Linked DNA regions of Mus musculus: regions 2, 3 and 4 are each linked to region 1. The links are chromatin contacts, called in public HiChIP or PLAC-seq and promoter capture Hi-C maps. All regions are on one chromosome and are shown on one strand. The core of a region is the stretch at or near the end of the contact, and the rest is flanking DNA. Distances in the headings are between cores, read along the strand shown. Region 1 holds the start of Cox7a2 (cytochrome c oxidase subunit 7A2). Region 2 has its middle 47 kb from the start of Eef1a1. Region 3 holds the start of Cd109 (CD109 antigen). Region 4 overlaps Cd109 (CD109 antigen).

Region 1 (7,357 bases), core at 2,791-5,290:
AGTAAGCGGCACACCTTTGTGCTTTCTGTATCTGCTTCTGCCTTGAGTTTTTGACTTTTCTTCCTTTGATAATGAACTGCGATGTGGACGCCTGAGTAAACTAACCCTTTTCCTTTCCAAGTTGCCTTTGGTTATGGTGTTTCAGGGAAGGAATTGAAACCCTAAGGAAGACACTAGGTACCCAGTGAATTGTTCCCATTCATGTCTGTCAAGCCAAACAAATGTACTTTTACCCTGATACTTTATACAGCCATGTATTCTTCCTTTTCATCCCCAGCATCTGGCTTGTGACTCACTACGAGATTTTCTTCCTACTTATCTTCCTTAGTTTCCTTTGTATATATTAGTTATACATACTTCTGGAACAAAATAAACACTTCATTTGTTTAGAGACAGTGTCTTACTGTGTAGGGCTGCATGGCCTTGAACTCGACATGTAGACCAGAGTGCCTCAGACCCAGAGAACTCTACCTGCTCCTGCCTCTTGACTGCTAGGATTAAGATGTGGACCACCATACATGGCCTTCTAGTGAATTACCATTTTTACAGCCATTTTTATGTGTATTCACTGAGAGTCTCCTGAGATCCAAGTAATTCACTCTTTCAATTGAAAAACAAGTGATTTATATCGAATTAATCTGTTAATAACACAAAACTAGCCATCATTCCATACAAGCCTGGCTTTTCTTTTGTTAGATATTGGAGGTGGAATGGCTGCAGGTGGTTGTACTGAGACTCTACTGGGCTATATATACTCCTTGCCCAATGAGTTAGTCTTACTCTTACTCTATTACGAATTAATGTAGAAACCCCTGTCTCTTCAGCTGCAGGTTTTTCAAGGTACCGTGTGTCCACTTGCATAGATCCCCTGATTCATCTGTGTCCTGCTGCTGCTTAAGTTCAACCAACCTTCCTTCCTTCCTTCCTTCCTTCCTTCCTTCCTTCCTTCCTTCCTTCCTTCCTTCCTTGGGGTATTACAAAATCTTTTGACTCTGGCCCTAGTAACTTGAGTCTTGCATTCTTTTCTTACAACTACTGTTATCTTAAAATGGAATCTGTACTGTAAGCCTGCACTCCTTAAATCTTTGAATGGCCCTAAAGCACTTTCAAAGTGATACTTATGTTTGTCATGGCTACCAGCCTTCTGTGAACTCCTCCTCCTCTCGTCTTCAGCCATGCTATTCGTCTGTTCCCCTCTCTCTACGTAAGTATGCTCTGCCATCTGCTGAGAGTTTTCTTCCGTTGGCCTGGTGCATTCAACAGTAATAGCTAATGAAGTTTCAACATAGAAACCACAACCACAACGATTTCTGGTAGAGAAATATTAAGAAATGATCAACCCTCAATCCATCTGTGATACGCAATAAAGGGAAATAATAATCTGGAAGTGAGGCCACTAGACATTCTAGTTTTCAGACACATTCCTTCATTAAACTTGGACTTATAAAATGAATAAGCCTAGCAACTTCAACTTTTAAAATTTGGAGTTAAATCTCATGTCAGCAGTTCTTCCAAAGAACTATTTTGTAATAAAGAACAAGAACAACAACAACAACCAAAAACAAAGCAAACAACCCCAAACTGATGTTTTGGAAAGGAGCCCATTTTGAAAGTTAGTTTATGTCATTGGATAAATTCGGAGACCTGGTAGTAAATTTCTAGTGAATTTAGGATTAATCAATAAAGTCTGATCGATTGAGGCAAATTTAAGCCAAATTTTTCTGTCCAAGTAATGGCAGTTAAGAATGCAGAAACAAGTTAGTGAAGAGCCCTGGGACGGACAGAGTTGTGGAATGAAGCCAACACATTAGATGATTTGTTCTTGTTCATTTGCTTTTATGTTCAATGGATTTTTATGTGTGTAGACAGAGTCCTTTTTTTTTCTAACAAGCATTTTTTTTTAAAATCTGGATGATGGGAAACAACAGTGACAGAAGATGAAGATCGAAACAAATTAAGACTTTTGCAGAAATAAAATCACAAGATGTTGCTGGCTTGGCCTGCAGTGGTGATGTTACAGATCATAAATGGTCAGATAAGATTCTGAAGTTGTACAGATAGAATTTGATTGTAGGGTTTGGTAGAAAAATGTTAATGTTTGGGGGAAATTGCAGAGACTTTAAGAGATTAAAAAATGAAAGTATAAATAGTTTAGTATGAATTAGGGAAAGGTATGTTGAAATTTTGGTGTTGGTAGGATGAGGAGTCAAGCAGAAACTAAGGATCAACGTGCAAGAGGACTCTTAGGAGAGTGGTGTGTGGAAACCTCCTTAAAAGGCTCGCATTCCACACTCATGTTGCTCCCTTTGCCTTGATAGTTTATTTCCAAATTAAAATGTACTCTGGGGGAATGAGCACCTGTGATATCCGTGGCTGATAATGCAGAAGCTTGCCTAAGAAGTGATTTTGGAAAAGACTAACACAAAAGGAGGGGCACACAAGTTGCAGAAGTCTGCTTTTATTCTGGAGAGAATGGGATAGAAACACTGTTTTGTTTCATATGTGTCCTTTCCTTTTTAAAATGGAATGTGTCTGTAGATGGAGTGGTCCAGTAAAGAGAAAATTGTACTGCCCTAAGTGACAACGCTGTTATAGGTAGTTTTAATGTAAACTCTTGGTTCTTCTTGGACAGTCACTATTCCTAGGAATGTCAAACAGTATGCACTTAGTGTTGGTTAGTAGGCCTATTTTTTTCTAAGATTTACTTATTATTATATGTAAGTAGCTGACTTCAGACACACCAGAAGAGGTAATCAGATCTCATTATGGGTGGTTGTGAGCCACCATGTGGTTGCTGGGATTTGAACTTAGGACCTTCAGAAGAGCAGTCAGCGCTCTTACCCGTTGAGCCATCTCACCAGCCCCCCTAGTAGGCCCATTTTTATTAGTGTTAGGGGAATGGTAAGTATACAGTCGGTTCTGGGAAAACTTATATCCTGTGGTGAAACAGCGACAGCAGCACAAACTTTAACGAATTCCAATTACAGACAATAAATGTAAAAAACAAAACAAAAAAAAAAAAAAAACAAAACTCCCCATCCCCAGCTGTTGGTAATTATGCTCGATGGTACATTGAATAATTAAGAGGTGGTAGAAAAAAAGTCAGTTATAATGGGTGTTTATAAACTTGGTAAGGAAGAAAATTTAGACTGTGTTGGGGGTACAGTAGGTTATGAAGAAAAAAGTACCCCAAGATTTGAAGGAATTAAGCATTACCAGTTTTTATTCACGCAACACTGTGGAACCCGTTTATCATTAGCTTTTACCTGAAATGGCAATGAAGTCGTTTCTGAGTTTGCAAAAGGGTGGAAAGACATTTGTATTGTTGAGTAGATTATTTTTACTTGTACATTAGTGTGCAGAAGAATAAAGGCAGTTGTAAGGAGGAATAGTTATGCAAGACTGATGCAAAATGCTAACAGCCTATCTGTAAAATACGCGCACTTCTGACAGCTCCATCCAGGAGTGAAATGTGCTGCGGATCTGAGAAAGCACGACACAGTCGATATTTGTGTTGAACGTGGATTTAAAAATGTATTCCCCTCTTTTCAGCGTTTTCCCAGACTCAATAACGAAGTCAGCCAGTTCCAGTCTGGGGACACAGGAAGAGCTTCCAGCACAAGGAGTTTAGCAGAAGATCCACAGGTTGGCATACCTGTGGATGCCAACATCGGTCGTTCCTATATGATCTCAGCACAAAGACTAACGCCTCCCACTTTCATCTGTGGAAGACAAACCCTAAAACTGGACTCTATCCGTATTAAGAGGAGCTTTTGAATATTTAAGCTTGTACGACGTAGCTTTGACATCCATTGTTCCTTCAGACTGTAAACAATGGCTCAAAGCCTTCTCACAAGACAAGCTACTTTCCGGGTAGTCTGGTTGTCCACTGACTTCACCAGAGCGTATGAAGAGGGCTGCAAGACTTCACGCCTCTCCATTGCGGGTGGCGTTTGCTTTCCATTGTGATTCTGGGTCCGGCGGCAGGCGCGGCAGGGCGGAGCCAAGTGGTAAGGATAGCTTCGGAGGTCCGGAGGCTAGACGGGCCGCTGCGAGAAGTCGCTCTGGCTCGCCTTCCGCTCTCTATGGTCGGGAGCGCGAGCCCCTCCTCTTCCCGGAACGAGCCCTCTTGCTCGACGCGCGCGCAGCGCTAGGAGGGAGTTCCGTTTCCGGTCTGGTGGCTTTCGATTTTTGGCGTTCAGTAGTCGCGGTTGGTGGGTAACAACCGAGCCAAGATGTTGCGGAATCTGCTGGTAGGTAGCTTTGGGGGTTTGGCTGGTACTGGAGTGTCGGGGCGGAGGGTCAGGCATCCTGACAGAAAGGCGTGCTGGAAATGTGGCAGAAGACAGCAGCCGGAGTCACCTTGGCCGCGCGTCCTTTTCCCTGACCTTCCGTCCACTCGCCCCTGGCTGTTTCTGGGTAGTCGTAGAGGGAAGAGCAGGATCGCATTTGGTTCTTGGTCACTACAGCTTACCGTTGCTTATGGCTATGACTGTAGCTCTGACGTAGGCTCCAGTGGGGGGATCTTGGACACCTGGAAAACCTAGGTGGAAGGTGGCTTTTTGTTGTCATTTTGTTTTGTATCATAGTGAAAAGATAAAATTTTACCTGATTCAAAGAAGTAAGCCAAAGAACTAAATTGTACAGTTTTAGTTGGGATTTAATGGGTTTCATGATTGAAGTGTAATGACGATTCAGAATTACCTTTAACACTTGGTGAATATTTCTCCAAAATTTAAAAAGGTGTGTTTTGATTTTATTTTGTAATCGTTTAACACAATTAAGACTTAACACCAATTACATTTTTCTTAGATGTCCAGGAGTGTTCTAGCATGTGCCCTCCACTGCAAAGTAATTTTTCAGTGCCTTGGCTATCCTGGAACTAAATCTGTAGACTAGCATGGCCTCTGCCTCCCTAGTGCTGCGATTAAAGTCTTGAGCCTCCACTACCCTGCCAGGAATAGATTTTTGACATAGGCAAATATTAAATGAAAATGTTAGAACTTATAAGATGTCTATATCATTTATTTTTCTGTATATCAGCATGTTTTGTTCTATAAAATACTACTGATTAATTTCAGGCACAGGTTATATATAGGTCATGGTTTCTGAAGACTATGATATGTAACATGAAGCACAGAGCAGAGAATAGACAACATGTAGAAAATCTGGATGCTAGTCTTGGATAGTACTGACAAGTTCGATAATGCTTTAAATCTCAGCTTCCTTTCAGTGTGAAGGGTTGGAAGTTGCCTTTACAGGTTTCTTTGGACTCTTAGGTCTTGTTCGATGCATGTGAATTTTCTGTTTCAGGCCCTTCGTCAGATTGCCCAGAGGACCATCAGCACCACTTCACGAAGGCATTTTGAAAACAAGGTTCCAGAGAAACAAAAGCTGTTTCAGGTACTGAAGTGTTCTATGTGATTGTTAATTGTAACAGAGCTGGCACGGTAGAGTAAGTCCAGAGGATCTGCTTCTTAGAGGCTCTCAAGGTTTTTTTTTTTTTTTTTTTTTTTTTTTTATCGTAAGGAGGATTATTTGCTGTGTCTAAGAGGTGCTCAGGGAGGTGGGAAAAATGCAGAAGCCAGTGAATTGTGTGTGTGATTTGATGAATTGGTAATCTTTGGGGGAATAATTGCATAAACCATAAAAAAGAGTCCAGAAACAAAAAATAAGCAGGAATTGTTACAGGGTGTAGCATACCTGCAGGGAAGAGTACAGTAAATAATTTTAAGTGGGGAAGGCTTCTAAGGAAACATCAAAAGACACCCCCCCCCCCCAGGAGAACAACCAAGATCTAAAAATACACGCTTTATTGCTGAAGGAGAAGAAACAGATGTGCAGCTTAGGTATGGTTGTGTCACTGGTACTCAAAGAATTGCAGATTTGTAAGAAATGTATGATCTCACTATAGCTGTCAGGGCGCGAGATGAAGATTTCTGTGGAATGTGGCAGGCATTGCAGTTCTGACTGACACTTAGTTAGCCTTGTATTCTGCTCCTGCCCTAACTCCTGCATCCTAGCTAGTGGATTGGAAGCTGCAGAGGTTTGGAGAATGCCATTTCATGGGGACAGAATATGATTTCTCTGGCTATCGAGATGGAGGACCACTGCTGGCCCCATGCACTGGTGGAACAGAAGTTCTGCCATGTGCTCTTGCCTTCAAAGCTATGAAGCCCCTTTCTGGACACAAATTTTTTATATACCAGCTTGACCGTGTCAGTGTCACCAAGAGATGGTTGTGACCCTGTCATTATCTTTTCGGTTTTGTAGATTTAAGGCTATTCTGCCCTGACTTTAAATGTTCTTAGAATCAAAAAAACAAACAAACAAAAAAACCAAAACTGTAGCTTCTCTGGCAGTTATTGGAGCAGTCTTTTCAGAGCAAACAGAAATGAGTGGTAACCTCACTCCTTGCCATATAAGTAGAAATATTTAAAATAGAATGTTTGCCAGGTATGGGAGAAAGATAGCATCAGTCACAGGCTTTTTACAAGCTGAGCAGTGTATGCATTAGAGACAGAAGTTTAGCTGGTACTGGAAATACTGTAAACAAGTCTATTAGTTAAGAAGCCTTCTCTCAGATACTTGTGTAGACTCTGTGCATGAGCATAAGGAACTTGAAAAAGGATTTTAACCCAACCTATAAATTATTGGAGGGTTGAGTAATGTAGTTCAGACATTCTTTTTTTCCCGATAGAATATTATGTACTCATTGAAGAGAGAATTAAAACAGAGTATAAATGTCTAACATCATTACATAGCACAGTGCCGTTTTGTATATTAGTACATATAAGGTAAAAGAATTGGTAAATAATAAGCATTAACAGTAGAGATGTATGCCATAACTGTTTTGGGTGGTATGTCTTGAAGAGAGGCCCTGCAGATTGGAACAGTTTTATTGTGCTGTATAATTTTTCCCTATGCAAAATTTCAAGTAGTAAAGTATTATATATGCTACATAAAAACAAGATTCTTAAGTGGATATAAGATGATAGACTAGTAGCCTGGCGTGGTGGCTCACACCTTTAATTCTAGTACTCAGGAGGCAGAAGCAGGCGAATTTCTGAGTTTGAGGCCAGCCTGGTCTACAAAGTGAGTTCCAGGACAGCCAGGGCTACGCAGAGAAACCCTGTCTCGAAAAACAAAACAAACAAAAAAGATGATAGACTAGTGTTATAAGTCAGAGCCCCCGGCCCCATTTGGTAAGGGGAAAAAAATCTTCCTGGAGATTGACTGGCCAGTATCTTATATTTACATTGTTGAATTCAAGGAATATATTTTATTGCTCTGGTTTGTCCTCAAAAACACCTCATTAGGTCTCAAATTAGCTTGAAAACGATGCTGTCTTTTACAA
Region 2 (7,357 bases), core at 2,664-5,163, 1.2 Mb after region 1:
GAAAGGAAAAGATACAGGCTGGCAGATCTCCCAGAAAGCTGGAGAAAGCTCCCGTTTGTTAGTTTGTGGTATGGTTTGGTTTGGTTTTGAGATGGAGTCTCTAGTAGCAGTCTCAGGCTGCTCTGGAACTCACTTTGTAGATGACCTTGAAGTCTTAACCCTCCTCCCTCCTTCCTCTGCCTCCCTGGTGCCCACATTATAGTGGCTTGTATCTCAATTAAAAGAGAACATGTCTTTGTTCACAGATATGTACCCCAAACTTGACGATATGCCCTGAGTGATTCTTGTGTAGGTTCATTTTAATGTGACAGAGATAAAGGCAACCCACAGGGGTTCATCATCATGGCAAAATAAGTTGACTGCCATGTTTACTACGAAATAATGTAAATTAAGAACATGCAAAAACCTCAAAAATATTGAGTAAAAAGTTTTATAATACACTATCACTTTCAAAAAAAAAAAATGTTTTGGGACAGGTCATTCTGTAGCCCAGGCTAACCTAGAGCTCACTTGACAGCCCTGGCTAGACCCATACTTTCATTGGCTTGCAGTGTACTGTCTCATACTCCTGTGAGTTACCAGCATGAGCTACCGCATCCAACAACAGTGTTTTGTTTGCTTGTTTATAATAATATCTCCCCAAATACCTCTGGTTGGCCTTAACGTTGCTGTCTAGACCAGGATGCCCTTGAACTCAGCAGTCCTCCAGCTCTGCCTTCCAAGTGCTGGGAAAGTTGTTTGAGGGCTGTTAAGTTTTTTTCTCTTGTTTTCTGATGTTAGCCTTTAGTGGCTGAACATTCTCTTGTTTGTTTTTTGTTTTTGTTTTTTTAATCATATGTATTTATAGGGGCAAGAGTGGGTTATACAGTGGTGGGCATTCTTCAGCCATCCAGTTCTCAAGTCTGAGAGTTGGCAGCAGCAGCAGCAACGAGCACCTTTAGTTTCTAAGTCATCCCGCTAGCTCTCTGGTGGGGGTGGTGATGGTGGGTTTTTGTTTTGCTTTATGTTGTCTTTTGGGTTTTGGTTTGTTTTATTTTGTTTTGTTCTTGAGACAGGGTCTTCTGTAGCCCAGGTTTGCCTCCAACTCACTATGTAACAGAGGCTGACTATGAGCTCCTGAGCCTCCTACCCACCTCAATCACAGGTACAGGACCACAGGTACAGGTACGTACAAATCTCCCTGAGTATTTCTAAAGCTGTACAAATGTGACAACTTGAATTGGATCTCTGAGTTCAAGGCCAAGTCTGGTCTACTGAGTGAGTTCCAGGACAGCCAGGGCTACAGAGAAACCCTGTCTCAAAAAACAAAAACAAAAAAAAATTAATAATTATAAAAAAGCAAGCTAATGGAACATCATTGGTTGCTTGGGAATGCAAATCAAGAGCACAGTTGGGGTGGGGGTTGGCAGTGGTGGGCACTCTGTAAACACCAGTGCTTGGGAGGCAGAGCAGGCAGTTCTCCTGAGTATGGGCTACAGGTACAGATCCAGTCTCAAACAAATGAAACGTGGGTGGTTCGGGCTGAGGAGATGGCATGAAGGGTAAGCGCTTGTGACAGCACACAGGTCTGTGCTTAATACCTGGAACCCATGCAAGGTTGCCAGAGGCAGCCCCGGCCCATAATCCCCCCCCCCAAAAAAAAGTGACAACTTTCCAAGGGCACTCACACAAGTGAGAGTAAGTCATAAACACTTTATTTAGAGGGGCAGAAGGGGAGTGAGATGAAGGAGGAGGGGACTGAAATAAAAAGACTGGGGCTGGGGAGATGGCTCGGTGGTTAAGAGCATGGACTGCTCTTCCGAAAGTCCTGAGTTCAAATCCCAGCAACCACATGGTGGCTCACAGCCATCTGTAATGAGATGACACCCTCTGTAGGGGTGTCTGAAGACAGCTACAGTGTACTTATGTATAATAACAAATAAATCTTCGAGCGGAGAGAGAGGGGCCGAAGAGAGAAGAAAACGTGTCTTAAGACAGCTACAGTGTACTTAAATAAATCTTTTTAAAAAGGAAAAGGAAATAAAAAGGCTGAGGGTGCAGTGGTGAGAGCAGTGGAGGAGGGGACAGATGAGGGAGGCCTTTAATCCCAGCACTGCAGGAGACCCACTCAGGAAGGAACAGGAAAGAAGATTGCTATAACTTTCAAGTCAGCCTGGTTCACATAGCAAGATTCCAGGCTAGCCAGGGATACCCTGATGAGACCCTACATCAGAAGAAAAAAATAAAAAATAATGAGACTGGGATGTAAGTGGTTGTGCTCTGTGGTGGTTTCAGTGGGAATGGTCCCCATAGGCCCCTGTATCGGAACCTTTGGTTCTCAGTAGACTGTTTAGGAAAGAGTAGGAGGTGTGTCACCGGATTGTCAGTGTATTAAAGCTGGGCAGGGAGAAAAGCTTTCTGATTTTATTCCCTCTGAGTTCATATTTTACAAGGCATATGAATTATTTTGGTAATTAAAAAAAAAATGTGCCGGGCAGTGGTGGCACACGCCTTTAATCCCAGCACTCGGGAGGCAGAGGCAGGCGGATTTCTGAGTTTGAGGCCAGCCTGGTCTACAAAGTGAGTTCCAGGACAGCCAGGGCTATACAGAGAAACCCTGTCTCGAAAAACCAAAAAAGAAAAAGTCTCAAAAAACAAAATTAATGTTATTAGTGTTATTTTTTATAATGACTACTGAGATTTAACTCACATCCCACCCAACTCACCTTTTGAAAGTGTATAGCTAAAATCGGGGTTGTGGCTCAGGGCAGAATGTTTATCAGGCACGTGGAAGGCACTGTCTGGCGGCACGAGCCCAGCACCGCACACAGTGCAGAATTCAGTGGCTTTTCTTACCCTGTCCTGCCATTTTGCTTTATCCACTTATCCCTGGGGGGACTTAGGGTTCTCTAGTTCGAGGACGTTGTTAATAAAGCTGGTGTGAGTTGCTAAGAGACAATTCAGTAGATAAAGATGCTTGCTGAAGCCGGGCGTGGTGGTGCACGCCTTTAATCCCAGCACTCGGGACGCAGAGGCAGGCGGATTTCTGAGTTCGAGGACAGCCTGGTCTACAAAGTGAGTTCCAGGGACAGCCAGGGCTACACAGAAAAAACCTGTCTCGAAAAACAAAAAAAAAAAAAAAAAAAGATGCTTGCTGAAAAGCCTGAGTTCCATCCCAGGCACCACGAGAGGAGGGACTCTCATCACACACACACACTACGTAATTTAGAAATGATTTTTTTTAATAATGCTGATAAGTACACTCATGTGTAGACATTCTGTATTCCCAAAACAAAAACTATTAAGACAGACCAAACAAAACGTTAAAAGCATTTGTGAATAGTGAAGGAGGGATTAGGTTTTCTCTTCTAAATTTTCATTTTATCTTGTTGAGACTGGGTCTCCTACATCCAAGGCTGCCCTTCAGTCCCTGACCTTGCTGCTTCCACCTCACAAAAGCCAAGACCTCAGGCCTGTGCCACCAGAACTCCTTTATTTAACTAGAATGTTTGGAAATTAAAAAGAAAAATCAATCATGGGGGGGGGGGGCGGGGGGAGGACCGTCAGGGTCAATCTGGAACTGACTAAAGGCTAAGAAAGCCAAAGCAGGCCTCTCTGGCGCTGGGCTTTAAGTGCCTGCACCCTCGGGCATCGCCGGTTTGGCTAGGCTGTAAAGTGGCACTGTGGGACAAAGTGGCACTTGTTGATATTCACGGCAGCCACGGGCCTTGCCAAATGGCTGATTTACTTTGCCTGGAGTTTGTCCCTCAGCTCTGCCTCTTCCTACACTCTCTTACCCCAGTATAAAGCCCTTCTTTTTTAATGTTTTTTTTTTTCTAATAACCACATTTTTCTATTTTGAAACAGTTTCAGGAAATCCAAACTGGCCTCAAACTGACTCTGTAATGAGGGCTGGCCTGGATCCCCCTGCCTCCACCTGGCGGCAAGTGCTGGGATTGCAAGCATGCCACACCACGCCCAGACAGTCATTCATTCACGCATTCGTTATTTATTTACTTATTTTAATAATTTAAGTCCGTGTGTGAAGGTCAGAAGACAGCTTATTGAAACCGGTTTTCGGTTTCCGCCTTCCCAAGGGACTGAACCCAGGTCTTCAGGCTTGATAGAAGCTCCTTTACCCTTGGAGCCACCGAGCCTGTCCAAAGATTTTTAAGAGAACTATTTTTAAAACACACAAACGCTCTTCTCTTCTGACGCTTGGGACTTACGACAGGTTCCATGCCGCACTCACCTTCCGCGTGAATTTTTTGACACCCCCCCCCCGGCCCCCCAGAAACTCGGATTTGCCCCACGGCAGCGGGCGTTTCCCCTGGGGGAGGAGCAAGAAGAGCTTACAGCACTCGGGAAGCACGAGTTTGACTCATGCCTTAGCGGACTCAGGAAACCCGATTAGCAAAACCTAGATTTCTTTGTCTGGAGAAAGGAGATGACTCACAGAAACCACGTGCAAAAGAAAGGCATTTAAAAGGGCTCGATGGAAAGTCACTGCGGGCTGGGGAGCCCCTGGCGTCACCCGCCCGCGCTCCCGCCTCTGGCCGCTGGAGGCAGCAGGGTCACGAGGCAAAAAGACTTTCCTGACCCTTGCTTCTCAGTTTTTGTTCTAAAAGGCAATGTTAGCTCCTAACCGCAATTCTGGCCAAGTGTGGTGACTTTGAAACCAAACCTGGAGCCACAATGTTGTTAAAGAGCCACGTTGTTATTAAGTCTCCATACCTTACAAGAATAAATTTGTTTCCTAAGCCTAATAATGTATTCTACAAACCATGTTTTTCAACCTGTGCTTAACTTGTAACCCCATGATGTATATACCCTTTGTAAATCCCTTTGCCTTGCTAAACCCCTGAATCTGTAAGCTATGATTGCCCTTTTGCCTTACGGAAATGTTTTTCCAGATACCTTGATGAGTGCCCTTCCACACCCCACAGACTGCCTTAGGTCCTGAGTAGCCCCTCTCCTCCACCACCATGTCCCCACCCCAACTTCTATGTCCAGGGGCTAACAGCCAATTATCTCAACAGCTCTTCTCTATCAACCCTAACCCTTCCACATATAAGAGACCTCAAAAGCCAGTGAGGGGATGTTCTGAGACCCGAACTTAGGGAAAGTGCACAGTCTAAACACAGCTTGCTTTAATCAGACAGTCGTCGAAATAGTTTTTTTCTCCGGTCTAAGGTTGACCCACATTTTAAACCCCAACACTAGGAAGGCACAAAGGGCCATTTCTGTGGATTCCAGGCCAGCCTTGTGTACATAGCAAATTACAGCCCAGGCTACATAGACCCTGTCTCGAAACAATATTGCCTTTAATCCCAACTCTAAGATCAGGTGTTGAAAGTCATCCTCAACTACATAGTGAGTTTGAGACCAAAACTGCAGGGCCCCATACACAGAATAGGAGCCTGGCATGGTTACATATGTCTACAATACCCAAGTGTAAACAGGTGAAGTTAGAAGACTGCAAATTTGTGGCTAGCCTGGACTACAAATAGAAACCACGTCTCAAAATGGAACAAAATCAAGAACTCCACCTCTGAAACCTTTGGCCCCATTCCCACTATAGCTGAAGGCCAGCATGGATCTCAGTACAGAACTGGCTTTTCTGCCAAGAACAGGGACTTCAGAAAGAAGTTGGCTGAGGCCTGGAAGTTAGAAGGTGGTTCCTTAAAAATGCAGTCAGTTGTTTAATAGAGAATTTGCTGTCTTTGGGATTTCTCCTGCAGAACTTTCGAGGAGTAGAGAAGCTTCAGCCAATATTGAGAAAGCCAATAGAAGTCAGACATGGTGGATGGACCATTCCTGCAATCCTAGCACTTGGGGTGTAGAGAAAGGTGTGCTAGCTCAGAATCAGCTAGGACTACAGTCTTAGGCCAGCCTTGGTAGATAGCAAGACCCAGGCTCAAAAAGAACTAATTTAGCTCACGGCTTTAATTGCAGCCCCTGGAGGCAGAGGTAGGCAGATCTCCTTGAGTTCAAGGCCAGTCTGGTCTACAGCTGGAGCTCCGGGACAGCCAATGACGTGTTAGAATGGCGGGTAGCCGCTCAACAGCACACTAGGCCAAAGCAGTTCAGCGTGGAAAAGGTTCTATTGGAAGGGAGAGACAAAGTAGTGGCAGAGAGAGAAGAAGAGGGGGAGAAAGAAAAGAGGGGGAAGAAAGAGCGAGGAAGGGATGTTCTCCTTATTTATATGGAAAATGACATAACAAGTAAGGGTGGGAGGTGAGCCAAGTGAATGCTGGGAAGATGGTGCCCGTTGTCTTGGCAACCGGTCTGGAGGTTGCAGGTCGCGCTGTGGCCTATGTGATATCATAGGTTTGGAATGTCCTGATGCCAACATACCTCCCTTCTTGTTATTATAAAGAGAAGGGAAGAAAAAGGGTGTGGGAGCAGGGCGTGGTGGCGCACGCCTTTGATCCCAGCACTCGGCAGGCGGATTTCTGAGTTTGAGGCCAGCCTGGTCTACAAAGAGAGTTCCAGGACATACGGAGAAACCCTGTCTCAAAAGAAAAAAAGAAAAGAAAAAGAAAAAGGGCGGGGGGAGCCGATGGTGAAAAGGGAACGAGGGTGTCGTGTCTCTTAAGCTGCTTCCTGCTGTCTAGGGGTGTCGTCAATTTTGGGGTGTAGTCAATTTTGGGGTGTAGCTGGCTCTCACCATCGGGATCCACTAGACAAACATTCACATCGGGTTCCTCTGTGGACAGCAGCTCTTCTGTGGGCAGTGGCTGGTAATCCTGTAATAGCTGATTAATAGTTTGGTTAGAAGTGTTTTGTATTTGTCGTTGAAGAAACGTAGAAACAAGATTAATGAAGCAAGGAGCAAATGATACCGCCTGGAAGATGACTAGGAAAGGTGTTACGAAAGAGTATCCACTTCCATATAGGATTTTCAAAAATCCCAAAACTGGAGGTCTCACGGTCTCTGAAGTTCTTGATGTCTGACTGTAGCTCCTGGCTTTTATTTCTCACTATCCTGGATTGGTTGGCGTAGAAACAGCATTCTTGGAGGAACAAGCAAAACCACCTTCTTTAACTGTCAGGACAGCTAGCCTCTGTCAGGTCAGGGAGATGTAAGGCTGCGTGCGGCCTTAAGGAGAGTCTGTTGGAGCCTCCGAAAGGGCTTGGTAACAGGTTTGAGAAGTGGTTCGTGGGTGGGGGCCTAACACTGCTTTCATATAAGGGGAGAAAAAGAAGGGAAAAGGAAGGAACCCAGGAACATAAGAAGTTAGCCATTCCTAGGAATGATAAAATCTCTTCCTCTGTAGAAGGAACAGTCTGAGACTGAATCAGACTTTTTCTTGTGGATTGGGGAATTGTTAGTCCCAAATAAGTGACCTGAGGAGTAGACAGCTGGACTTTTAGG
Region 3 (7,357 bases), core at 1,955-4,454, 1.1 Mb after region 1:
AAACAAGGGCTTGCTCGTTTTCAGAAATGATAAGTCCAATAATTCAAGGTAAGGCCTGTCTCCGTGTGTGAAAGGATATGCCTTCTATATCTGCTTCTTTAGGGCTAGCACTACTGTCAGCAGCTATTGCGTAATGAATGCCTAGGAGGACTACATCCTAGAAGATTTTAAATGGATAACTGCACAAGATGGACAGTTGCATCACCTCCATTGTGCTGATGAGGAATCTGATGCTCAGAACAGTTAGGGGACCTCCTTAGAATCAAAGTAGTTCTAAAAGCCAAAGTCATCAGCAAGTGCCAGGTCTATGAGAGATCCTGTCTCAAAAATAAGGTGGATAGCTGCCAAGCAAATGACTCGAGGACAAGCCATGAGTCCTCTTGCCTGCATACATTCATGCACACACATGCATGCACAAGCAGGACACACACACAAAACAGCCCAGGCATTAAGAACCAGTCTACATTTCCTCCCCCAAGGAAATAACTCCTCTCCCTGACTTTGCTCCCGTAGTGGAAAACAGCCAGCCAGAGCACATAGAACGCTTTTTCAGATTCCCAGCTTAAATTTCCCTACCCAGCCAGTCAACTTCCTGTAGAGAAAGAGTCACAGAGATGCATAAACTTCTATCTCACTTGATGATATCTTTCTTTTTTTTTTCCTATGCTGATAAAGGGCAAATTATTACATGAGGTATTATTGTGAAATCCTGCATGCATTGTATGCTCTTAAATGACTTAAAAATAAATAAGTAAATAAACAAATAACTCGAGTAGAGGAATTTACACCTCAGTTTCTGGTATAAACACACATTTAGATAAACACACATTTAGTTATATTTGACTTTTTTTTTTTTTTGCTTTTATTGACAATGCTTAACAAGTTGCACTCACTGGATATGTAAGTGCTCTTGTAATCAGGAAAAATGGAGAATATATATCCATTTTAATGGGAAAAAAGATGTTTTGTGTATTAATAGTCCCTAGGTTTAATTTTCCCTTAATAGTAGAAAGAAAAAAAAAGATACTCCTGACCATAATTAGAACTCAAGCTTGAAACAAAAGATGTTGGTTCTCTATAATTGGCCAACACTTTTCACAAGGCTCTCTTCCCCCTCCCACACTCACATCACCTCTAAGCTACTGGAGTTTGTTTTTCTTTGTTCGTTTGTTTGTTTATTTAGGTTTTGTTGCTGCTGCTGCTGTTCTATAAAACTGAATTATGTCGCTCTTCTTTCCTTCCCACTGGCTTACTTAATAAAATCCACTGCACCCAATAACCATGGTGTTCTGTGAGACAGGCATCTATCTCTGCCCATTCTCTGGGTAGACACTGGCCTGCATTTCCCACCCTCCTGGCCATCTGTATATGAGCAATGGTGGCAAGCAGAGTTTCCAGGCCAGGCCCACAAACACCTCCCACGTAGGAAACTCCGGATGTTCTTCCCCTGCAGTCTGATTCGATGCAGCCACACACGGAAGGAATCTGGCTCTTTGTCCACTTGTTGGAACACTCGGGGACAATTTCAGACTTCACAGGTGTTAGAATCAAACAGGCACCTGTGGAAGTCACGGCTAATTTGCAAAGGGGCACTGTGGAAATCACTGCAAACTTGTTTGTGCTCCTCTGTTGTGTTGCCTAGCCCAGGGCTCTATTACCATATTCCAAGTGTGACTGTTAGACAGTGCAGTTTCTCTTACCTCTGTGAAAGACTCCTTCTGCTTCCAGGATGGATCTCGATTTGTTGGAAGCTATCTTGAACACCTGAGCCTTTACAAGGACCTGTGGGGGGCTATTTTCCAGGAGATCCACCCCAATAGTCACATTTGCTCCGGGTCTGATGATCCCTGGGGCTGTCACCAGAAAGCGGGACCTAAAGAGTTGCCAACAAAAGAAAAGCAAAGTATCTTATTTACACACACCCCACTTCGATTTCTGAAAGGGGGTGGGGGATCTCTGCACTGCTCCACTACACTATTTACAGTGAACGTGGTGCCTCTGCTGTTTCGTAAGGCCATGAAATGCTACGGAAACCATAATTCCTCAAACAGTTCAAAGGCACAGGAGCCAGAAGGGAAAAATAAGCCACTGCAAAATGCAAGTCTCCAAGCCTCGTTAAGGTGACTTCATCTCCACATTATTTTCTTAGGAAGCACGCGCACGAGCGCATGTGTGCACACACACACCCCTAGATTTATGATTCAGCCTGCTCAAATCTATATAACGGGGGGGGGGGTCATCTAACTAGTCCCATTAATTGAAATCACCACCTGACCACCTGAAAATAAATACCCAGCAATGAAATCTCCGAGTTAGGAAACATGAAAGTCCCCCAAGGAGGCCGGGTGTGGTAATTGCACGCCTAGACTCCTGCCACTCAAAACTGAAGACTGCCCAGCCTGAGCTACAAATGAACACACACACGTAAAAATAACGATTTCTTTGCTGGGGGAAAAAAAAAACCACTTAAGAAATGGAGCAATTTATACAGTCTAATTTTTGTTAATCTTCCTACAGTCTTTGATATAGCATTCTCATCCTACTCCGGTCACCTCAGTCACACTGACAGTGTCACGGTAGAAACATCCAGTTTAGAAAAAAAAAAGTCTCTGAAAAAGAGGTACATTATTGAGGAGCAACAAGTTGCGAGGCAAAAGGCAGAGCAGCGTGAACTACAGCTAGAACGACGTTCTTTGACAAGTTGTCGCAGCACAAGGACCCTAAAGAAAGCCCCCCTGGCGGGTCCCACATGCCGCGCGCATCCCCTGCGCGGGCGCCCTCCAGCCCGCGCTCCTACCCTGGGGCGGCCAGCGCGACCGCGCACAAGCAGAGAAGGTGGGCCGCGCTCAGGAGCCTCCGACTGCGCATCTCGGCGTCTGCCCGTGGGGTCTGCAGCCCGCCAAGTGCGCGCCCTGCGGGGTGTGGTTGGCCACCTCCTGCCCTGGCCTGTCCCGCTTCACACCAGGGTTTAGCAATCTGAAATGGGCGCGCCTAAAAGCAGAGGGATCTAAATTGAGACTTGATGGCTCCACCCATCCCGCTGCATCACAATGGCGCTTCTGGCTTCTCCCAGGCTAACGTCGCGCTGTCCCGTTGCTGAGAAAAGCGGTCTCTGCACGCGGTGGCCACAACCTGGCCCCAACTTTCCTGCTCCCCAGGGAGAACATAGGGAGCCCATTTCCCCCGCCACCGGGAACCTGGGGTTTGTTTACTCTAGCGCTCTACCAGGGATGCCCGGAGTGAATAAGCAGGCCCATCCTTGTGAGCGGCATCCAGGGCAGCTATGTGAACTGAGGAAAAGTCAATCATTGTCCTCCAGACGATGAGTCAGAAGTTTAGGAAAATGGCAAGCGTTCGCGTGCCTACACACACACACACACACACACACACACATGCACATTCACACATCGGTAGGTATATATTGGTAGTTTCTGTATATGTATGAAAAAGCGGGGGGGGGGACTTTTTTTTTTAAGATAAAAGTTGATGTTTACTTAACTCCCTAAGAAAATGTTACGGTTTCTCTAATTTAAAAAAGGGTGCCTACCCCTGAATGTGACCCCAGCACCTAGTTTTTATTTAAAGAAAGGCGGGAGAGGAAGAGGAGGGAGAGAAGGAAAGGGGAACATGGGGGGGGGGGGGGTCTGGCACAAGTAAAAAGTTACGTGATGCCACTTGGAACTCAGAAGCAACTGCTTGGGAAAATGGTTGGGTCCTTGTAATCATCGCTAAGCACATTTTTCTGCCGAAAGTACTCATTAGAATCCTGAGTTTGTAACAATTTGTCAGAACATAGGGTCCCGAGAGAAGTGTGGCGCTGGGAATGAAGGTGACCAGCGTTCGTTGGTGCCCAGCAATTACTGATCACTGCTTTTCTGAACCCAGGTTTTCTGAAGCTGCCTCCCCCACACCCTACTTGGCACCACCCCTGTCTTCAGATGACTCGGTTTCACCATGACTACCCCATAAAAGCCGGGAACTGCCAAAGACTTGGAAAATAGGCACATTCAGTCCCTGAGGACTTAAACTTTCTCATTTCCAAAAGGTATTTTAGATAATGACGGTCTGGTTTGGAACGAAACGCAACTAGAGAAACGTTGAATGTTTTAACTGTCTGCTAAATGGAGGGAGGTGGCACCTGGACCAAGTGTGGGTTTGGGAGCACAGAAATTGCTTTCCTCCCTTCCTGTCCCGGCCTTGGTCACCCTGCTGAACGTCTGAAGATATCCCTTGTGTCCTGTTCTAAGGGCAGCCTATTGTTAGTGGTCATCATCCTGTGCAAGTGGGACTAGGGTATGGTGAGAAGTGTCTGAATGTGCCACGGGGTGCAGCTGGCTCTTGGCACAGCTGCTAGACTGATCTCCTCAGCTCCCTGATACAGGGAGGAGGAGCAGGTTCGAGTGTGGGCAATGAGCCAAGTTCTAAATCTGTGTTTGTCACACTCTACTGTGTGTGAGAGTCACATCAAGATGTGGATGTTGATTCAGCCGGTCCCGGGTGGAAACTGCAACTCTTCTTTCCATCCATGGACAGCAAGTAGTCCATAGAGTCTCCAGGTAGGGGCAATTAGGGACACTGATGAGAAAAACAAAAAAACAAAAACAAAAAGTTGGAGTAACTGGGTTACTTCCCAAGACAGGATTTCATAGTAAAGGACAAGAAATGCAGTCGGGGATAAATATGATATGATAACAAAATATGATAGCATTGTGTTCCAAGATTAATAGAGAAGATTAGAACCAATAGGATCATTTCAACCGTGCAGTCTTTAGGTTGCTATAACCTCCAGGTTTATGTCTTCCTCATCACGATACACTTTTGGTAACAGACTCAGCCTCACAGGATGTCCCTATTACAAGGACGAATAGACTCAGAAAAAAAAAAAAAAAAAAAAAAGAAACCCTGTCTCAAAAAAAAAAAAAAAAAATCCCTCTCACTTCTATTTTTTTTTTAATTTCCCTTATATTTATTCAGCTCTTCTTCCAAACTCCTGGGAAACTGTTTTTCTTTTTCTTTTCTTTGTTCTTTTCTCTCCCCTATCATAATCTTCTTCTACATCCCTCCTTTTCTCTTGCCTCTCCTCTATTTATTTTTCCCCTTTCCCTGCATCCTTCCTATATGTCATTCATTAACAATTTCCTCAATTTCCCTAAAGAGCTTTCAACTTTGTGGCAAATTCTGTGCTAATTTTGCAATGTTTTATTTCATAAGCATGGGTGATATATTTGGTTTTTAATCAATGTAGTGGTTTGAATGTGCTTGGCCCAGGGAGTGGCACTATTTGGAGGTGTGGTCTTGTTGGTAGAAGTGTGTCACTATGGGTGTGGGCTTTAAGACCCTCATTCTAGCTGCCTGGGAGCCAGTCTTCCACTGGCAGCCTTCAGATGAAGATATGGAACTCTCAGCTCCTTCTGTACCATTCTTGTCTGGATGCTGCCATGCTCCCACCTTGATGATAATGTACTGGACCTCTGAACTGGTAAGCCAGCCCCAATTAAATGTTGTCCTTATAAGAGTTGCTTTGGTCGTGGTGTCTGTTCACAGCAATGAAACCCTAACAAAGACAACCAATTTTGAGTATAGTCCTGTATGTTTATATGTTAAACAGTTTGATTTGTTTTCTCCTTTCTGAGTTATACTGGAGATGGAGCTGTCAAAAATATGCTGTTCAATCAGAATATAGTTATAAATCCAGAATAGAGCTCCAAACCAACAGATGCTCAAATTGTAGTGCAGAAATGCAAGGAACATAAAAGAACACAGCAGCATGACTCCCCCAACTGGCCTCAGTGATACTAAATAAGATAACTGAAGATTTCCAAAGTTGACTAGTATAAAAATAGATTGGGGTGTAATGGTTTGAATGAAGAATGCCCCCCATAGTCTCAGCTCATCGGTGGTATCTGGGGAGGTGGTGCAGCCCTGCAGGAGGAAGGACACCTCTAGGGCACAGCCTCACCCCCTTCCAGTTCACCCCCTGCTTCACTTTGTGGTTGAAGCTGTGATTTCTCAGCTTCCTGCTCCTGCAACCATGCCTGTCACTAGCCACCATGCCCCCCTGCCATGGCCTCTTGTCTATCTGGAACCATAAGCCAAAATAAACTCTTTCAAAGTTGCCTTGGCTGTGGTGTTTTATCACAGCAACAGAGAAGTAATTCATTCGCGGTGGCGTGGAGGTGGTTCAGCACCTAATGGCACTCGTAGCCCACTAGCCTGAATTCAATTCACCGGACTTGGTAGAAGAAGAAAACTGACTCCCTCAAGTGACCTCTGACCTCTACACACATGCCATGAGTCGTGTGTGTGTGTGTGTGTGTGTGTGTGTGTGTGTGTGTCTGTGTGTGTGTGTGTGTCTGTGTGTCTGTGTGTGTGCAGACACCCACCATGAATAGAATTTTGTAAAACTTTTCAAAAAATGACTTCAGAGAGGATATAAGCAAGCAAGTGAATCGAGTCATGGGATAAAGTAAGCAGCAACACAGAGGAAAACGTAAAACAGGTAAGAAATTCAGCACTAGGGACAAAGTCAGCCACAGACAAGGAACACTCGGCAAGGAAAACAAGGTCACAAAAACGTAAATGTTAGAAGTGATGCACCAAATGAATCTAGTTCAGAAACTGGAAAAGCATGGCTGCTCTGGTTAACCTGCAGGACAACGTGACTGAATCTGAAGTCACCTACGAGACACACTTCTGGGCATGTCTGTGCAATGTTCTGAAGAGGTTTACCTAAAACGGGAAGACACCTGGGTGAGCATGGCTCCATCCCATAGACTGGGGTCCTAGGGTGAAGGAAAGAGGACAAAGAAGGAAGCCACTTCATCAGATTAATCTCTGTCAGAATCACCATGGTAACACACCTCTAGATGCATATGTGAAGGTATTCCCAGAGGGAAAACTCATCATGGGTATGGGCAACGTCATCCTATGGGATGGGGTCTGCTAGATAAAGGGGAAATCCAGGTGAGGATGAGTGACAGAACCAGCCACCTCATTCCCCCTGCCTTCATACACTCCCCAGTGAAGTGGCCTTTATCCCTTTTTAAACGATGGGATATAACACAAGCCCTTCCCTGCTCCGAACTGGCTTTTGATAAATACTTATCACAGAAATAAGAAATGTAACATCTCAAGCTGGAGAGATGTCTCAGCGGTTAAGAGCACTGACTGCCCTCCTGAAGGTCCTGAGTTCAAATCCCAGCAACCACATGGTGGCTCACAACCATCTGTAATGAGATCTGATGCCCTTTTTTGAGATATCTGAAGACAGCTACAGTGTACTTACATATAATAAATAAACAAATCTTTTTTAAAAAAAAAAAAAAAGGTGGGGAGAAAGAAAAAGAAAAGTAACTTC
Region 4 (7,357 bases), core at 2,346-4,845, 1.1 Mb after region 1:
CAGAGCTCATCTCCCTCTGCTTCCTGAACATGGATGTAGTGTGACCAGCTGCCTCACACACCTGCCACCAGGCAAGAGCTGCTCTCACTGCCACCATCCCTTCCATGGTAGACTGCACCCTGAAACCACAAACCAAAACCACCCCTTCCTTAAGATGCTTCTGAAAGGTATGTTGTCATGGCAATGAGAAAAGCAACCCTACAGAAAGTTTTCGGGAAATGACATATCTATGGCACTAAGGAAGACAAATCAAGGTTTCTTCCTTTCCTCTTACTTCGCCTGAAGCCAAGCTGACTCTGATCCACCTTTTCATTCCTGACGCCATAGCTCCCCCTACAGAGGACATACAGCATGCACGCCAGCAAATTCGCATGAGTGGCTTAAAGAAACCGCCACTAAAATACAAAGTAGTGCACACACATGAAAATCAAAATACAGGGGCCTCAAGAAACTAAGCTAGGGTCACCACCTGATCTGACCCTGACACTCAACATACATTTGAAAGGACCTAAGTCAACATACATGCACATCCATGTTTATTCAGAATTAGTCACACTAGCCAAGATGCCAAGCCAGCCTAAAATGGCCACCAACAGAGAATTGGATAAATAAAGAATGGTATATCTGCACAATAAAGAATGAAGGTCTGCAACAGCTGCTGGGTGGAGCCTCTCAGAGGAGGACTGTGGGAGGAGAGGACTGGAAGGGGGAAGTGAGAGGAATGTAAAGTGAATAAATAAAAAAGATTAATTTAATTTTTTAGAAAAAGAATGAAGTTCTGCCATTTGCAGGAAAAGTGGATACAACTGAAGACAGTGTGTTAAGTGAAATAAGCCAGACTCACAAAGGCAAATACCTCATTCATAAATGGAACCTATATTTCAATAGAGGAAGTATCTGTGTGTGTGTGTGTGTGTGTGTGTGTGTGTGTGTGTGTGAGAGAGAGAGAGAGAGAGAGAGAGAGAGAGAGACAGAGAGAGAGAGAGAGAGAAAGAGAGAGAGAGAGAGGAGAGGGGCAGACAGAGACAGAAGACAGAGAGACAGAGAGAGATGAAAGTAGAAATGGACTATGCAAAAGGAGAAAGAACACATAGAAATGAGAGGAAAAGAATGAGCACCACTTGGCCATCATTATATGCAAATATATATTCATGTCGCTTACATATAACATGAAAGCCTCTATTGGAAAGAAAACCAGGTGATAGAGGGTGACTATTAATAAAATACAGTGATGTACATGTATGAAAATCATAAAAGCACAACTTTGTGTGTATTAAAAAGGAGGAAGGAAGGAAGGAAGGAAGGAAGGAAGGAAGGAAGGAAGGAAGGAAGGAAGGAAAGGAGGAAGAGAGAGAGAGAGAAATGAATTCTCACTGTTGAGATAAAATCCTCATTCATTAAAGGCCCACTGGGCTAGGTACTCCAGCTTACCTCTAAACATTATAATTCTCCTTCAGTAAATAAGTCAGACTCAGAAAGACAAATGCTATATTTTCTCTCATATATGGAATCTACATTTTAATATAAAGGGAGTGTGTGTGTGTATGTGTATGTGTGTGTGCATGTGTGTGTATGTGTGTACATGTGTGTGCATATGTGCACATGTATGTATGTGTGCATGTGTGTATGTGTATGTGTACATGTGTGTGCATGTGTATATGTGTGCATGTGTATGTGTGTATGTGTGCATGTGTATATGTGTGCATGTGTATGTGTGTATGTGTGCATGTGTATATGTGTGCATGTGTATGTGTGTATGTGTGCATGTGTATATGTGTGCATGTGTATGTGTGTATGTGTGCATGTGTATGTGTGCATGTGTATGTGTGTATGTGTGCATGTGTGTATGTGTGCATGTGGATGTGTGCGTGCATGTGTGTATGTGTGCATGTGTATGTGTGCATGTGTATATGTGTGCATGTGTGTATGTGTATATGTGTGTATGTGTGTGTATGTGCATGTGTGATATGAAAACAGAAATGGTACTATGCAGGGACAGAAAGAAGAGGTAGAATTGTCCTTTCCCTACTGTTGAGAAAGCTGCCTGTTGGAGGCGTTAGTAAACACTCAGCTGTCATTGACTGGCGTGGCTCCCTATTATAGCAACAACACATGATGGGACTCAAACTTCAAACTCATGTCAACTCTCTGCTCAGCCAAAGTATATCAGAGAACTATTTAGTTAGGGGTCCATGAGGAATGTTCTCATCTCCCCACAACCTCACAGACAAAGTGGCTTCCTACAGTATCCATGCAAAGTATTCATTTCTCACTGTCCCATTCCTGGCAATGCTGTCCAGCCCTTTGTCTACTTTGCCTCCTCTCCAACCTCACAAATCCACCAGACCTGACTCTAACGATGACACTGGTCCCTCCCCCCTCACAAATCCACCAGACCTGACTCTAACGATGACACTGGTCCCTCCCCCCTCACAAATCCACCAGACCCGACTCTAACAAAGCCACTGATCCCTCCTTCCACTCTTGCTTGATGCTCACCCTGTCATCCCGAACAGTTGATCTGAGAACGCACATGGGGTTGAAAAGCTTGACCCAGGCTAACAGTAAAGAGAGTCAGTTATAATCACAGCAGGCCCCTAGGTGACAATGGCTTCCTGGTATCCACAGACTGAGGGCCACACACTTGCAGGATCTCTACTTCTAGGTTCTTCTTCCCAGCATAAACATTCTTTGCAGTTCACCACAGAACTCTACACCGCTGGGCCTCTGCTACAGGGACTGTCCCTCCCTCTCTCATCCACTAGTAAAATAAGCTCAGCTCCCTGCTGCACAGGGAGCTCTTTGTGAATGGCCTCTGGCATGTCTGGGGTTTACTCTTCTTGAGTACGATTCACTGTAAAATGCAGTGAAAATCTTTCTTTACACATTTTATTTTACAAAAATCTGTTTCCAGCTACACTATGAACTCTTGAGACCAAGGATCACACACTTTCTCTTATTCTCTACCCTTTGACTAAACATACTGAGCCCACCCAGTTATTAGAGGCCAGAAAAAAAAAATTATCCTGGAGAAGGAGTATTAGAAAAGGAGACAGCTGTAGGTAAATATGGTTCTGAGAACTGAGTAGTGGCAGCCAGAGACTTCAAATCAGTGATGTAAGGCAGGTCAAGAGTAAGCAGATGAGTGTCTCCTGGGCAAATTCCTGGTTTGTGCACTGTGACCAGCAGTTGGCTCTGTTGTACCTGCCACAGTGTGATGCAAGGGAGAGTTGTGCAGCGAAAGGGCTCAGGAAGAAATACAAATAGCTATAAACACATGCTGTCTTGTGGCTAAGGAAGTAAAATCAATTAAAGGCTGGGGTTCTTCTGTCCAGTAAGCAAAGCTTTAAGAAACACTAATACAGTAATTCTAGGTGTTGCCTACGAGAGAAGGAACACAAAAATGCTGCTGATATGTTATGGTGCTGAGTTTTCTCCTAGATGGTGTCATGGCCCTTTAAGCAAAAGAAGGATAAACTGACACTTCCACATTACAACGTTGTTCTTGGAGCTAGAGGGCCAGAGCACCAGTGTGCAGTCACAGGGCATACCCTGTAAGCCATAAATAGCTGTATCCACACACAGTCACCTGTACTCAAACAGAATATACCCTCCAAGTCAGAAATAGCCATATCCACACAAGGTTATTTGCCTGTAACCAGAGCAAATTTTTGAAGCAGAAGCCAGCTGTGGCAGCTGCCACCGCAATGTCAAAGCCACTTACTTCTACACTGTAATGCTAAACTGGCTATAGGAGAGAATGCAGGGCAAGATAGGGCTTGCTTTCTCCACTGCTGGAAGACCTCTAAAGTCACTGTCCTTCCTGAGGTGAGTTACTAAGACAGAAGAAAAGATGGGCATATAATAGACAATGCTCCTCACAGACACACAGAACACCCCTCAATAATGCCGCCATGATAAATATCTGACCCTAAGGATGATATCTTCGAGTATCGGCATCTCAGCCATTATCGGCAAGTCGGCATGCAGGCTAAATTAGATGTCCTGTCCCAAATCACTATTTTCGGCTGGAGAACAACAAAGCAGACATCCACAGCCTCCTACCTGGCCTCTGCGGTAAGGAGTGTGGCTAGATGTGAGTGCATGTCCTGACCTTACAGCTCAGCATCAAGGGGGATTTATGACCACCCCTGCTCGCTGTTCCTAAGCATTGAACTTCAGTGTGAACAACCTTCCCCAGGCAGGAGCACTACACGTTGGCCAGGCCAGATGGACCCCTTTATATCAGACCTAACAGAGGAAGGTCTCTCTGCATCCTTCCCAGAAGTCAAATGTGGCAAGTATACATTCTCATATATAGTCATATATACTTTGTAAAGTCCAGGCCATCTAACATCCCTAATCCCTAACAAGATCTAATATGAGCTCAATGCTTCAACCCAGCAGCTGTATCTAACATCACCTCTTAACAAGTATCTCTTCACTCCCTATGCTCAGTGCCCTTCGGGCACTCATATGTAGTGACCTCTCTGTTCTTATCTGTCCACCCTTGTATTTCATTCAGGTCTCTGCTCACACCGCTCTTCTCTGGCAACTCTCTGGAAAGTGCTAACCATAAACTCATGCTCTCTGTCCCATCTCTGGTTCTCTGGTTCTCCTGATCACACATTATCACGCACGTGCAATATCTACCCCCTCACGTGTATGTCTGTCTGTCTGTACATTAATCATCTGTCTTTTTGCCACCCATTGAAAACTAAATTCAACATGAACAGGGACTTAATCTGTTCTCAGTGTCTGGATAACAAAAGTCCAGTAAGCAAACTCGTGAGTGGATAGGTCATAGTGATGCAGCCAGGATTAGACATGAACTGGCAGACTCCATTGCCTGAACTCTGAGGTTCCATCACCTCCCTCCAAAGGATCGCCGTGTTGAGAGGTGAAACTCTGTGTCACTGTGTCACGACTATGAGCAGAACCCTCAAGGCAGCCTTAGAGGGATGGCTTGAAGTCCCCCCTTCACGTCAGCCTGCCACTCACCTTAATGAAAATGTCCACGGATGTCCTATAAGGCTTGAGATCTGAGCAGAGTGTGAGCACCCGAAACTTCACTTCCTGCTTCGGCTTGTAGAATGCCTTGTCTGTCTGAATGAGGACAGATATACTCTTGCTCTCAAATGTTAAACGTGTCCTGTTGGAGAATACGATCTCATTCTCTGATTGTCCGTTTATGTGTAGCTCATAAATCTTATCTGCACTGCTCAGAGGTAGCTGGATGGGGAAAGATCAGACATATCAAAGTCTCACCATTTCACCTTTTAAAAAAAAAGTTTCAATTACAAGTTAGAATAAAACAATTAAACCCATAGTATTATCAAAAAGAACTGTAGTGTTGGGAAAAACGTATCCTTTGTAGGTATCAAAGCTGAATACTTTGCTTTATTGCCTTTAAAATCCTGTACTCTGCTCTTCAATTAGATCAGAGAGATTCTGGAATGAGGGACGCTCGCTCCATACCTGTCTCTCTCAGCAGGAGTTACGTCACTTTTTTTTTTAATTTTTCCTTTTCTTTTTTTAATTATTTCATTTATTTACATTTCAAATGTTGCACCACCACCACCACCATTTCCTTTTCTACTGCAGGTTTGTTCTCACAGCTGTTAAGCTTGGAAATCTCATCCCACCCCCTCCCCCACCCCGCCCCCAACCCTTATCCCGTGAGCTTTCCCACGCTTTCACTGTTTGAGGCAATCAGCCTGTGAAACACCAGTGTTTGTTTCCTTGCTATATTCTCTCAAACACTCATCTGTGATGCTTTCTTTTCCTATACCCTGTTCAGCATGCGATTGGTGGCCATGCCGCCATTTTTAATACTATTAATAACAACAGAATACGACCATGTGGTACGAACAGACCACAAACCACATTGAGCAGTTCACATGTTCTCTGTCATTTGACCTCAAGATAATCCCTCAGCCCAATTCCACACCCACCCTTGACTGGATTCTTCTGCTAAAACCATTTCACAAAGAAACTAGGTTTAGAGAGTTAGGGACAGCACTCCAGGCTGCCAGCCCAGGTCTAAACCTAGCACGTGCTATATCACTCTAGAAGAAACATGATGTGGTGATTTTAAATATGTCCAGAAAGTCTCTGATCTATCTCGCTTCAAAAACTAGAGTCTGCACTGGGATACCAAAATAAGGCCTGGAAATAAAGGGAAAACGAGTTGAGAACAGGAAAGGGGTCAGCAGGGATAGGAGGGGACAAGAGAGGGTAATGAAAGGCTAACGATCAAAATAGAGTACATGCAGGTATGAAAAAAAACATGAAATACATTTAAAACAAAAAAAATGAAACACATGTTAACGTTTAACGTGAAAACTAGTATGTGTCGTTTTAAAACGTTAATTTAAAAGTCACCGGGTGTGGTTGGCAGTGCATGGCTTTAATCCAGCACTAAAGAGACAGAAGCGGGGAAATCTCTATACATTCATGGCCAGCCGGAGATACTTGGCTACATAGTGAGACCTCGTCTTTAAAAAGAAACAAAGAAAAGAAAGAAAAGTATTAATGCAGGAATAGGGCCAAACACAATAAAGTGATCTAATGGTCCAGTTAATTGAAGAAAACTCCCTGCAAGGAGTTTCAAGAACATAATAGCCAATCTCTCTAAAGTTAAGGTTGCTCTTAAAAAGTACAGTAAACTCAAGTAAAACTTACAAGTGATGTAATTAAGAGCCAGTAAAAAGGTATGTCATCGTTATAATATATTTCTTTCGTTGTTGTTGTTTTGAGATTTTCGGGGGGCGGGGAGAGTTGGTTTGGTTTTTTGGTTAGTTTTTTTGGTTTTTGGAAACAGGGTTTCTCTATGTAGCCCTGGCTGGCTTGGAACTCAGAGATCTGTCTTCCTCTGCCCTCCCTTCACCCCAAGTGTTAAGATTAAAGATGTACAGCACTACACCCAGCTTGCAATGTATTTCTGAAGCCAATTTTTGGCATTTATTTCTTTATTGAAGCCAAATAATTTAAATGAATACTTACTGCCGGAAGAACGAGAGTCTTGAAATGGCCTAAAAGGACAACAAGAAAGGAAAGGTATTTGTCAAGATTTAACAAGAATTTCTTTCGCTATGGATAGAACCATCAACTTCCTTGGCCAAACCAAAATAGCTTTATTCATTCCCCCAAATAACCAAGAACTTGTAGACCATCCTTATGGAGAAGCTCAAAATTGAAAGGTGATCAACCAGGGATGAAATTCCAGCAAGTTCTACCGGTCCCCAGTTCTATTCTCACCAGAGCTGCTCTTGCCGCTGTTAAGGTTCCAGGGTTTGAGGGAGGCTTCAAAGAGGACCAGAGAATCTGGGGATTGGAGCTCAGGGAGGGGATGTTG

What was found. Promoter capture Hi-C pulls out the DNA fragments that hold promoters and counts their contacts. HiChIP or PLAC-seq counts read pairs in DNA pulled down with a chosen protein or histone mark.
Region 2: an H3K27ac HiChIP or PLAC-seq map of embryonic stem cells shows a contact between it and region 1, with 6 times the contacts expected there. The contact joins the enhancer-like site here to the promoter of Cox7a2 in region 1. A contact is called at or near these places in 3 of 39 promoter capture datasets (the 3T3-L1 cell line, cranial neural crest and pre-B cells), 1 of 484 Hi-C or Micro-C datasets (CD8 T cells) and 7 of 115 datasets of contacts at active chromatin or transcription factors (astrocytes, cardiomyocytes, embryonic stem cells and 3 more).
Region 3: a contact with region 1 is called in a promoter capture Hi-C map of embryonic stem cells, with 5 times the contacts expected there. The contact joins the promoter of Cd109 here to the promoter of Cox7a2 in region 1. A contact is called at or near these places in 18 of 39 promoter capture datasets (the 3T3-L1 cell line, 3T3-L1-derived adipocytes, cranial neural crest and 10 more), 2 of 484 Hi-C or Micro-C datasets (bone marrow-derived macrophages and embryonic stem cells), 13 of 115 datasets of contacts at active chromatin or transcription factors (acute myeloid leukemia, bone marrow-derived macrophages, cardiomyocytes and 5 more) and 2 of 9 other capture datasets (macrophages and pancreatic islet).
Region 4: a contact with region 1 is called in an H3K27ac HiChIP or PLAC-seq map of embryonic stem cells, with 15 times the contacts expected there. The contact joins the enhancer-like site here to the promoter of Cox7a2 in region 1. A contact is called at or near these places in 12 of 39 promoter capture datasets (the 3T3-L1 cell line, 3T3-L1-derived adipocytes, cranial neural crest and 7 more), 2 of 484 Hi-C or Micro-C datasets (bone marrow-derived macrophages and nephron progenitors), 13 of 115 datasets of contacts at active chromatin or transcription factors (bone marrow-derived macrophages, embryonic fibroblasts, embryonic forebrain and 6 more) and 1 of 9 other capture datasets (macrophages).

The regions. Positions count from the first base shown.
Region 1 is chr9:79,756,536-79,763,892 of GRCm38.p6, reverse strand. It overlaps Cox7a2 (cytochrome c oxidase subunit 7A2), which reads left to right and starts at 4,040. Exons shown (of 4, transcript NM_009945.3): 1 at 4,040-4,253; 2 at 5,314-5,403. The coding sequence starts at 4,236. It also overlaps the pseudogene Gm51685.
Region 2 is chr9:78,524,602-78,531,958 of GRCm38.p6, reverse strand. No RefSeq gene overlaps it. Among named protein-coding and RNA genes, the nearest start is that of Eef1a1, 47 kb to the right of the region's middle. Within about 2 kb of position 3,913, at least 400 of the 459 cell types and tissues checked have an H3K27ac peak or open chromatin away from gene starts, as enhancers often do. A contact at or near this core is called in CD8 T cells, astrocytes, cardiomyocytes and 4 more, where this site is marked.
Region 3 is chr9:78,611,393-78,618,749 of GRCm38.p6, reverse strand. Cd109 (CD109 antigen) reads right to left here and starts at 3,204. Exons shown (of 33, transcript NM_153098.3): 1 at 2,798-3,204; 2 at 1,701-1,873. The coding sequence starts at 2,868.
Region 4 is chr9:78,634,324-78,641,680 of GRCm38.p6, reverse strand. It overlaps Cd109 (CD109 antigen), which reads right to left. Exons shown (of 33, transcript NM_153098.3): 3 at 7,006-7,034; 4 at 5,002-5,232. Among named protein-coding and RNA genes, the nearest start is that of Cd109, 22 kb to the right of the region's middle. Within about 2 kb of position 3,595, at least 6 of the 459 cell types and tissues checked have an H3K27ac peak or open chromatin away from gene starts, as enhancers often do.